Linked DNA regions of Gossypium raimondii: region 2 is linked to region 1. The links are chromatin contacts, called in public Hi-C maps. All regions are on one chromosome and are shown on one strand. The core of a region is the stretch at or near the end of the contact, and the rest is flanking DNA. Distances in the headings are between cores, read along the strand shown. Region 1 holds the start of LOC105804139 (protein NETWORKED 2D). Region 2 holds the start of LOC105804133.

The links. Hi-C and Micro-C count contacts between places; a contact is called where the count stands out from the background.
Region 2: a contact with region 1 is called in a Hi-C map of leaf, with 2.0 times the contacts expected there. The contact joins the promoter of LOC105804133 here to the promoter of LOC105804139 in region 1. A contact is called at or near these places in 2 of 2 Hi-C or Micro-C datasets (both in leaf).

Annotation. Positions count from the first base shown.
Region 1 is chr11:33,961,724-33,966,039 of ASM2569854v1, forward strand. It overlaps LOC105804139 (protein NETWORKED 2D), which reads left to right and starts at 2,400. Exons shown (of 2, transcript XM_012636626.2): 1 at 2,400-2,771; 2 at 3,154-4,316. The coding sequence starts at 2,678.
Region 2 is chr11:34,104,821-34,109,259 of ASM2569854v1, forward strand. It overlaps LOC105804133, which reads right to left and starts at 1,638. Exons shown (of 4, transcript XM_012636622.2): 1 at 1,218-1,638. The coding sequence starts at 1,528.

The DNA of each region.
Region 1 (4,316 bases), core at 1,150-3,649:
AAATTATGTAAACATAGATAGTGTTGTACATATTAATATTGTATAAGCATAAAATATACAATATAATAAAATATTTAAGTAATTATAATTATAATACTATATTAGATTTACCATATTATTTAGAAATTACTTGGTTAATCATAAAATTTATATAATTAAAAAACTTTAAAAAGAATCCGTATGTACACTTGGCACAATAAGAAGTATTCCATGCCAGTTGTTCAAAATTTTCTTATTTGCAAGAATGCGCTGCTGTAGAATAAATATGATTAGATATTGGATTAAAGATTCCTGTGTAGCTGCGATGGTGCTCCACACGGTTCCTATAGTTTTCTATTGTCTGCCTTCATCTGCGGCTCTTGGATGTTCAAATCGTGCAGAGTGATGAAATCAATTCCAGCAGCTTGGGTCTTATGTCTAACCCACTTAACCATGGGCATCGGCAATGAAAATAACACTAGGGCGACAAAATATTAAAAGTTTAGGGGGCAACGATTAAAAAATTGTTTAAAAAAGAGTTAAACTGAATATTTTGTAACTAGGAGAGACTAAAATTGCGGGGACCACGCCCGTCACGTTTTTGTTTCGAAAGCTTTGAGTTTCCAAGGCTTGAGATCCTTTTGAGTTGAAATAATTAAAAAAGCAATAGTTGAAGGCCTCCCTCCTCCCTCCTCCTTATTTCTCTTCTTTTGACCATTCATGCATGCAGCCCATAATTTCACATTATTCTTCAAACTTGGAGGTTGATGCTAACAATTGCCTATCTATCATCCTTTTCTACTTCAACTTATAAACCTCCTTTTCTTTATATATAATTTCACTTCCTCCTATTTAAATTATTATTCCTAAAATATACATCATACGGTCTCATGGAAGGATACACGAATTCAAAGTGCGAACCGTGTAAAGTATGGATAATAGTGAGCATCATTACACAACTAGATAAAAAATTACTTATATTATAAAAATTAAAATTAATCATAAAATATAAATAAAGAATACAAATTTATTTTATTTGAATATAAATATATTTATTTAATTTGTGAACAACTAAATAATTTTAAATAATAACTAAATTAAATTAAAAAATCCAACTCAACATTACAATTTAAGTCAATCTTTTACTTTTTAGATTTTTCTGTTTAGAGCTACCCACGATGAATTTCACAATAGTTATGATTTCTATCTAGATTTGTCTAAAGATTGAGTAGTAGTCGGGTTAGGTTTAAACAATAATTTTGTATCATACACCAGTTCCAATTTAATTGCAAAATATATAAAATATTAATTAAAAATATTTTTTTAATCTTTTATTTTTTTAACAGTAAAATGAGAGTTTTGAATGGGTCAGCCCAAAAATAGGTCCGGGCTAGAGCCGGGCCCATGGACAGCCCTAGCTGTCTCGAGGATTGAATTTTTTTTTCCTTCATTTGGTCAAAATCCAGCAAATGCATCTTAAATGACATATGGCTGCAGACGGCCAAAATAATGGTTAAACAAATATAAAATATATATTTCTAAAAATGGGTTCCCCCCCCCCCACCAAAAAAAAAAAAAACCTTTTTCTATGAGCACTCTATAATAAAGCATCCTTTTGTTCTTTATTTGGTTAAAATGTGCTATAAGTCCCTGTACTTTTCTAAAATTAGGAATTCAGTCCCTGTACTTTCATTTCATGAAATTTAGGTCCAATTGTTAACAATGTTAAATTTTTTTATTAAATTAGTTACTATGATAATTTTTACATAAAAATAAAAAGCCTAAATTCCATGAAATAAAAATATGAATACTAAATTCTAATTTCGAAAACTATCAACAATTTTTTATTTTACTGTTTAGTACTTTAGATGAGATTCCAAGTCGGTTGTTGGACTGACACATTAACTTTGCTTATGATAACTTTTCTTTATAAAGAAAAACTCGAAATAAAGTTGTGAAATAAATATTTTATATAAAAATTTAGAATTATGGATGAAAATTGAAAGAAAGTACATGAGGGTGAGATTTATATTTTTAATTGTTGTAATTGAGACAATAATAATATTATTAATAATATATGAAAATTAGAATTAAAACACCCTAATTTAAAAGTTTATTTATTTAGTGAAAAAAGAAAAAGAAACAGTTTTAAAAACTGAAGTGGGTTTTGTTTTGGTAAATAAATAAATTACTGGAAAAAATGAAATAAAACTTAATTATTGTCATTTTTAGAAAATGAAAAGCATAAATCAAAAGTAAATTAGTGAAATGGCAAGTGCAGAAGCAAAAAAAAGTGAGTACACGTGGAGACAGGTCAGTGGGTGAAACTTTTGAACTGTTTTTCTTTGATGTGCATTGGCATGGCAGTGCCGTTTTCATGGTTTATTTTAATAGGACGGAACAAAATATTCGGGCGAAGATTGCTCCTCGCCATGATCCCTTAACAAAAACCAAAATATCTTTTCTTGTAGATTTCTTTGAATCGTCAAAATCTAAGATTTTCTTTCTTTTCTTTTCTCTTTCTTCGCTTATTCTTTAATGGTTTCCATGTCTTCGCTTTGTTCTATAATTTAGTTAAAAGAGAGTCTTGCATGCTTTTGGGGGTCTTCTTTTACATTTCCAAAGTTTCTTTATACATCTTTTCTACTTGTGTTTTTTTGTATTCCAAGATCCAAAAGGTTTTTAAGGGTTTGAAAATATGTTGCAAAGAGCTGCTAGCAATGCTTATTCATGGTGGTGGGCTAGCCATATTAGAACAAAACAGTCGAAATGGATGGAACAAAACCTTAAAGGTAATTCATCTGTTACTTGATATTTTTTTCATTAAATTGTTGTCGAAAGTATAATCATTTCTGGGTTTGGGCTGATATATTTGCTTTCCCCATTTTATTGGATTTTTAATTTATGAATGAAAGCTGGAATTTGGGTATGAGTTTCCAGTCTTTTTTCTAATAATCTTTTATATAAATAACACATTGTAAATGCAGATTGACAAATAGAGTTCGATTAACATAGTTGATCAATCCATTGTATTGAAACAAATAAAGGAAATCTAAGAAAAATAAAGAATCCATTAAACAAACTTACCTTTCTAAGCATTGCATTTGGCTTTGAGACACTCGAGCAATATCTGTATGACTGGAAAGCTGTCTAAGAAAACACAATGAATTGCAGATATTGAGGAAAAGGTATCCATTGTGATTAAACTCATTGACGAAGATGGAGATTCGTTTGCCAAGAGAGCAGAAATGTACTACAAAAAGAGGCCAGAATTGATTCAATTTGTGGAAGAATTTTACAAAGCTTACCGTGCCTTAGCCGAACGGTACGATCATATATCAACAGAGCTGCAAAATGCAAACAACACAATTGCTTCTGTTTGTCCGGAACAGGCTCAGTTTGCAATGGTTGATGACGAGGAATATGGCTCACCCAAATTCACAAAGTCTCCAGTAAACTATAAAGGCGATGTCCCCAAGGTTCCAGACCTTCCTGTCAAAGATTTGAAGAGTTTAATAACATCAGCCACGAAGAAAACGGAACCTAAGAAACCAACGAAAGTCACTACTGATGCGGTTCCTAAATCTGGTTTGACCAAGGCTGAGGGGCTTGAAGAGATTCATAAGCTTCAGAAACGAATCCTGGCATTGCAGACTGAAAAAGAGTTTGTTAAGGGCTCTTATGAGAGTGGACTAGCCAAGTACTGGGAAATAGAAGATGAGATAAAAGCATTGCAAGAGAAAGTTTACAGTTTGGAAGATGAATTCGGTGAAGGTAAGGTCATTGAAGATGATGAAGCTCGAACCCTTATGACAGCGAAAGCTTTACAATCATGCAAAGAGACATTGGCTCAGATGCAGGAGAAGCAAGAGAGGTCAGTCGTGGAAGCAGAAGTGGAGCAGAAAAGGATCAAGGATGCCAGGGAGAAACTGGATTCTCTCAAGAACAAGTTTCACTTAACTGAAGTCGGTTGGGAACGACCATCTGATGTACATAACTCAGGAATAGTAGCAGAAAGGTCTAAAAAATTTGAACAAGAAGCGAGTGATACTACCCAGAAGAGAAAGGAGATGGAGACCTCGATACCAAAGATAAAGGAGCAATTTGAGGTTGGCCTTTGTGAATCTTTGACTGTAGCAGAAATGGTGGAGAAGGTTGATGAACTTGTGAACAAGGTAATCAGCTTAGAAACTGCATTCTCATCTCAGGAAGCTCTTATCCAGAGACTTAGAACTGAGGCTGATGAGCTTCAAGCCCAGATTCAGACCTTGGAAGATGTTAAGGCCACACTGATTCATGGAAAGAATGATTTGAGGAACAAGCTAATGGAGATGGAG
Region 2 (4,439 bases), core at 388-2,887, 140 kb after region 1:
GCCAGTTGAAGAACTGCTAAAGAAAAAAAGTTTCTGAACCCTCAAAATAACACCAGCAAGCTAACAGAGAAGCATATACTACAATCTTTATTGAAAGAAAATAAGAATATAGTTCAAATGAACACAAGAGTAAACAAAGAAAACCATACTTCGCAGTTAGTATAATTAAAAGAGGGGGTGGGACTGGACATATTCCTGTTACCTTTATGTTCTTTCTCCATTTCTAAGCAACTAAAGTAACGTAAAGAAAATAGCATAAAATAAAAGAAATCCATTTGAGGTTTTGTTACTCATTAATGAAATGAGTTATGTACATAATGACGAAAGAAGGAAATAATCATCTGATAACTGATGAAAGAAAATAAGCCACCTTGGCAGGGTCAGCAGTTGACAGGGAATGACTCAAGTTTCGAACAATTAACATACAGCAGTAAAGAACGGCACAACTTTGATACAAGGCTTCTCACATGAGTATAAATGGTCAGACAAATACGAGATCCATAGGCTCTTGAATGTAAGATCCTATAGGTAACTAAAATGATAGACTAAATGGAATTATTTTGATTACAAGGAAGAGTGGAAAAATATAAAAAATAAAAATGGTTGGAGTAACAAATAATCTAACCAAACAAAGTAGTTCATCAACTAATATTGAAGTGTGAAACTATTGTTTGATAAAGGAACTTATGACAAACCACAAAGTTATAGTTTTCTTTAGTTCAAAACCAGAACTTATCTAGCATTAAACGAAGAAACAATTTCCTATTTGTTTGGCAAGGCAAAAAACTCCTTAATTAACATAGGTATAAACCCTAAAGGTCTGAACCCAATTCAGTCCTCATGGTTGAGAACACACTAGCTAGCAACAAGACTACTGGAAGAGAAAACTTAGAACTTGATTACAAAATTGTAAGTTTCATAATCCTCAAAACAAAACCAACAAGCTAACGGAGCAGAAAATATTGGTCGAAAGAACATAATAATATAGTTAAAATGCACTTGAAAAGCCAAATCATATTTCTCAATTAGTATATTTGGAGGAGAGAGGGGGACGGGATTGAACAATTTCATGTTATCTTTTCGTTCGTTCTCCATTTCTATGCAACTGAAGTACCAGAAAGCAAATAGCATGACATAAAAGCAACCCATTTGAGGTTTTGGGCAATTAACTGAAAATTCAAAGAGACCCAAACTATAACTTTGAATAGAAAGGTTACCTGATAGGAGTAGTGCCCACAACAAGAGCAGAAGCATGAGAATGGCGATAGGAAGAGCTGTTCTTGAGCTTAAGACAGTGTTTTACAAATGGGTTTGAAGTGCTTGTAATGGATTTAACATGGGATGGCAATGCAAATTTCCTTAACCCAGAACCATCAGCATCGTCATCAATATCGTCAAATCTACCGTCAAGAGACTTCCTTTGGAATTGGGTCTTTGTTTTAGGGATTGGAATATTGGAATTCTGATTTAGTAGTTTCAAGTGAGGAGGATAACTAGCTTGTACCCAAAGCTTGTACGAGCATAGCATTCTTTCTCACTGTCTAATCTATGGAGTCCTTCCAGAAAATACAAATATCTTTGCAGCTAAAAGTAAGAGTGAAAATTTTCCATTAAAATGATGGTAATAGTGAAAAATTATACAGTAGGCCGTAGGGGCTAGGGAGGGGCAGCTTCGGATTGCTATTAAATTTTAAAATCTATTAATATTTTATATTTAAATGTTAATAAAATTTGGTTAAACTGTGTCATAAGTCCCTTTACTCTTAGTAAATTTGAAATTTAATCTTTATACTTTTATTTCTAGAAATTTAGTTCCTCTACTTTTGATTCCAAATTTTTATCAAACTATTAATATTGTTAAATTTATTTTGTTAAATTCAAGTTCATTATAATATATATTTTAGTTGCATAGTTACCAAGTGAGTTTTTTTTGAAATATCACATCAATATATTTAACAAAAGAATAATATTAAAAATTCAAATTGGATTTTGAAATCTAAAAGTAGAGAGACTAAATCTTAAAAATTACAGGGACTTGTGATATATTTTAACTTAAAAATTATTTAAGTTGTGTATTGGCTTTGTTGGTTAAAGCGGAGCTTTTGAGTCTTAACCTGTTCAATTGCTATATGTGGGTCTCGAATCCTATCATATGCGTATGTCATGTATGTGATTTGTTTGTCATGGGGCTAGAACATCAGTCTTGCAATCCATGTGGCCTTATATGATTTCTTGGGTTAAAATCCGTCTAAGTCAATTTAACTCTCGCAAAGTAAGAATCATTGATAAAAATTCTCTAAGGCATCGAAAATAAAGCGAAAGCAACATGAAATGAAAGAGAATCGAGAGAATTGAAAAGTCATAAGAAAACAATGGACACAAGGTGTTTGAGTAAATGCTCTCAATAAATTCTTTAACTCAAGAATGAATGAAGTACCATGAGATGAATACAAATGAGGGGGAAGACCTCTATTTATAGTTAAGCTCCCTCAAATCCAACAATGCAGATCGAATTACATTAACGGTTGATATTAGTGCCAATCTACAATATGAGAGTTCTAATGGATTTAACTATATACATTTTTATTCGTTATGATTTACAATAATTACCATTGTAACTCTAGTTTTACTAGAGTGTTTCACTAAGCCACCAAGGCTTCTATTAGATGAGTTTCTCCATATGTTCCACGAATCGGGCCAGTTCAAGTGGGTCAAATGAGCCTCATTTAATTAGTTGACCTCCATGAGACATTTTTATACGCAATGGTTATGGGTTTTGATTCGCAGCCTGTGCCATTCCCCCACTCATTAGCCTGTGCCATTCCCCCACTCATTCTCGAGACACCCTCATCACGTCTTCGGAATGGCACTAGTTTGACTCATTTCAGAACTGCCTCAATGCCTCGATTGATTCTCAACTAGTCTCTCCTTCAGGTAGTTCTGCCCCTTAAAACTTTTTATTTGGCTTTTGTCTCCGTCGTCACTTAACTCATTGTTTTTCTCTTTTGTACATCTCAATCATAAGAGGTCACCATTCTTACTTGCCCCTATCGTGACTTTCCTCGATTAGGATTCCCTTGATCCTTACAAATAGGCTTTACCACCCTCACATTAAACACCAGGTTAACCTTGAGTATTGCCGCTAACTCTGGTTTGTAAGCCCCTTGGCTTACCCACTCCAGAACTCTGAAAGGGTCCATGTGTCTTTGCCAAGCTAACAGTAAGTCATAATGCAAAACACTAGATAAGTGTTTAAGATGTACCTCACTCGTAGTATTTACTCAATCTAACTACCTAGTTTGCATCACCACTTTTCCCCTCAAGTCTAATGCACAACCCATATCTCTAATAGGTGGTAGCCCCATTAATGACTCAATAGGCTTCATATCGATTTTTTGCACCTCTAGTATTTTCAAAGGGTCTCCTTAGCACTTTGATCTATCAAGTCCATATTCTTACCACAATGAACATCCTCGACTAGTTGGATTGTGGCCGCCTATAAACGAGTTATCATTTATAGAATAAATATAACACAAAAAATATAAGAATTGACAACGGCGTTGTTCACAAGTACATGGGTCAAATTGTAATGTAGTTGTACAACGAAATACCGGAAGTATTCCAAGGATTGTACCTAAGGAGGATGGAAAAAATAATGAAAATACTTTTTACAATATTAAGTCTAAGTAGTAATAGTTAATTCCTATATCACGATGGATCATAAAATATATTAAGAGGACTAAAAATAAATAACTAACAAAAATAAAGAAATTAATTAATTAATTAATTAAACCGATAAACCAATCACGAAGATTAACTCGCTTCAAGATTTGCAACTAACTTCGGATTGGGAGTCTAGAATGAATTAGTTATCGATTAAGCAATTATTACCTTCTGGCTCTAATTAACTTAACCGATTGGTTGATACTCGATTATCTCCCTACATCACTTTTTTAACTAGGATAAATTACGATTTACTCGGTTCAACTTTATCTTTCGATCTCATCTACCCTATGATAACTTATTAACGTTATCAAGCCTAATAGTTAAAACACATAATTTATACCAACTAATCCATCTCGAAAAATCCCAAATCCTCCGTTAGTCACATCATCATCCACTCGTTAATCTCCCCTAAGGGATTTAGCCATTCATGTTATCCATAATCTCAACTTCGATTAAACAAACCATGTAAGAAGCACGATTGATTTGGAGAACAAAAAAGATTTGAATAATTATGGATTGAGAATCGAATAGGGAATGGAATAGCAATTCTCTCTATTGGAATAATGAAATAAGACAAATGCAAAGAAAAATATAAACTAAATACTCTAATTAAATAAGCAAATCCTTGAATTAAAACTGATTCAAGAAGAAAAACAAGAAAGTATGTAAAAGTCGAAAAGAAAACAAACTAAAACTAATTCTAAACTACGAGG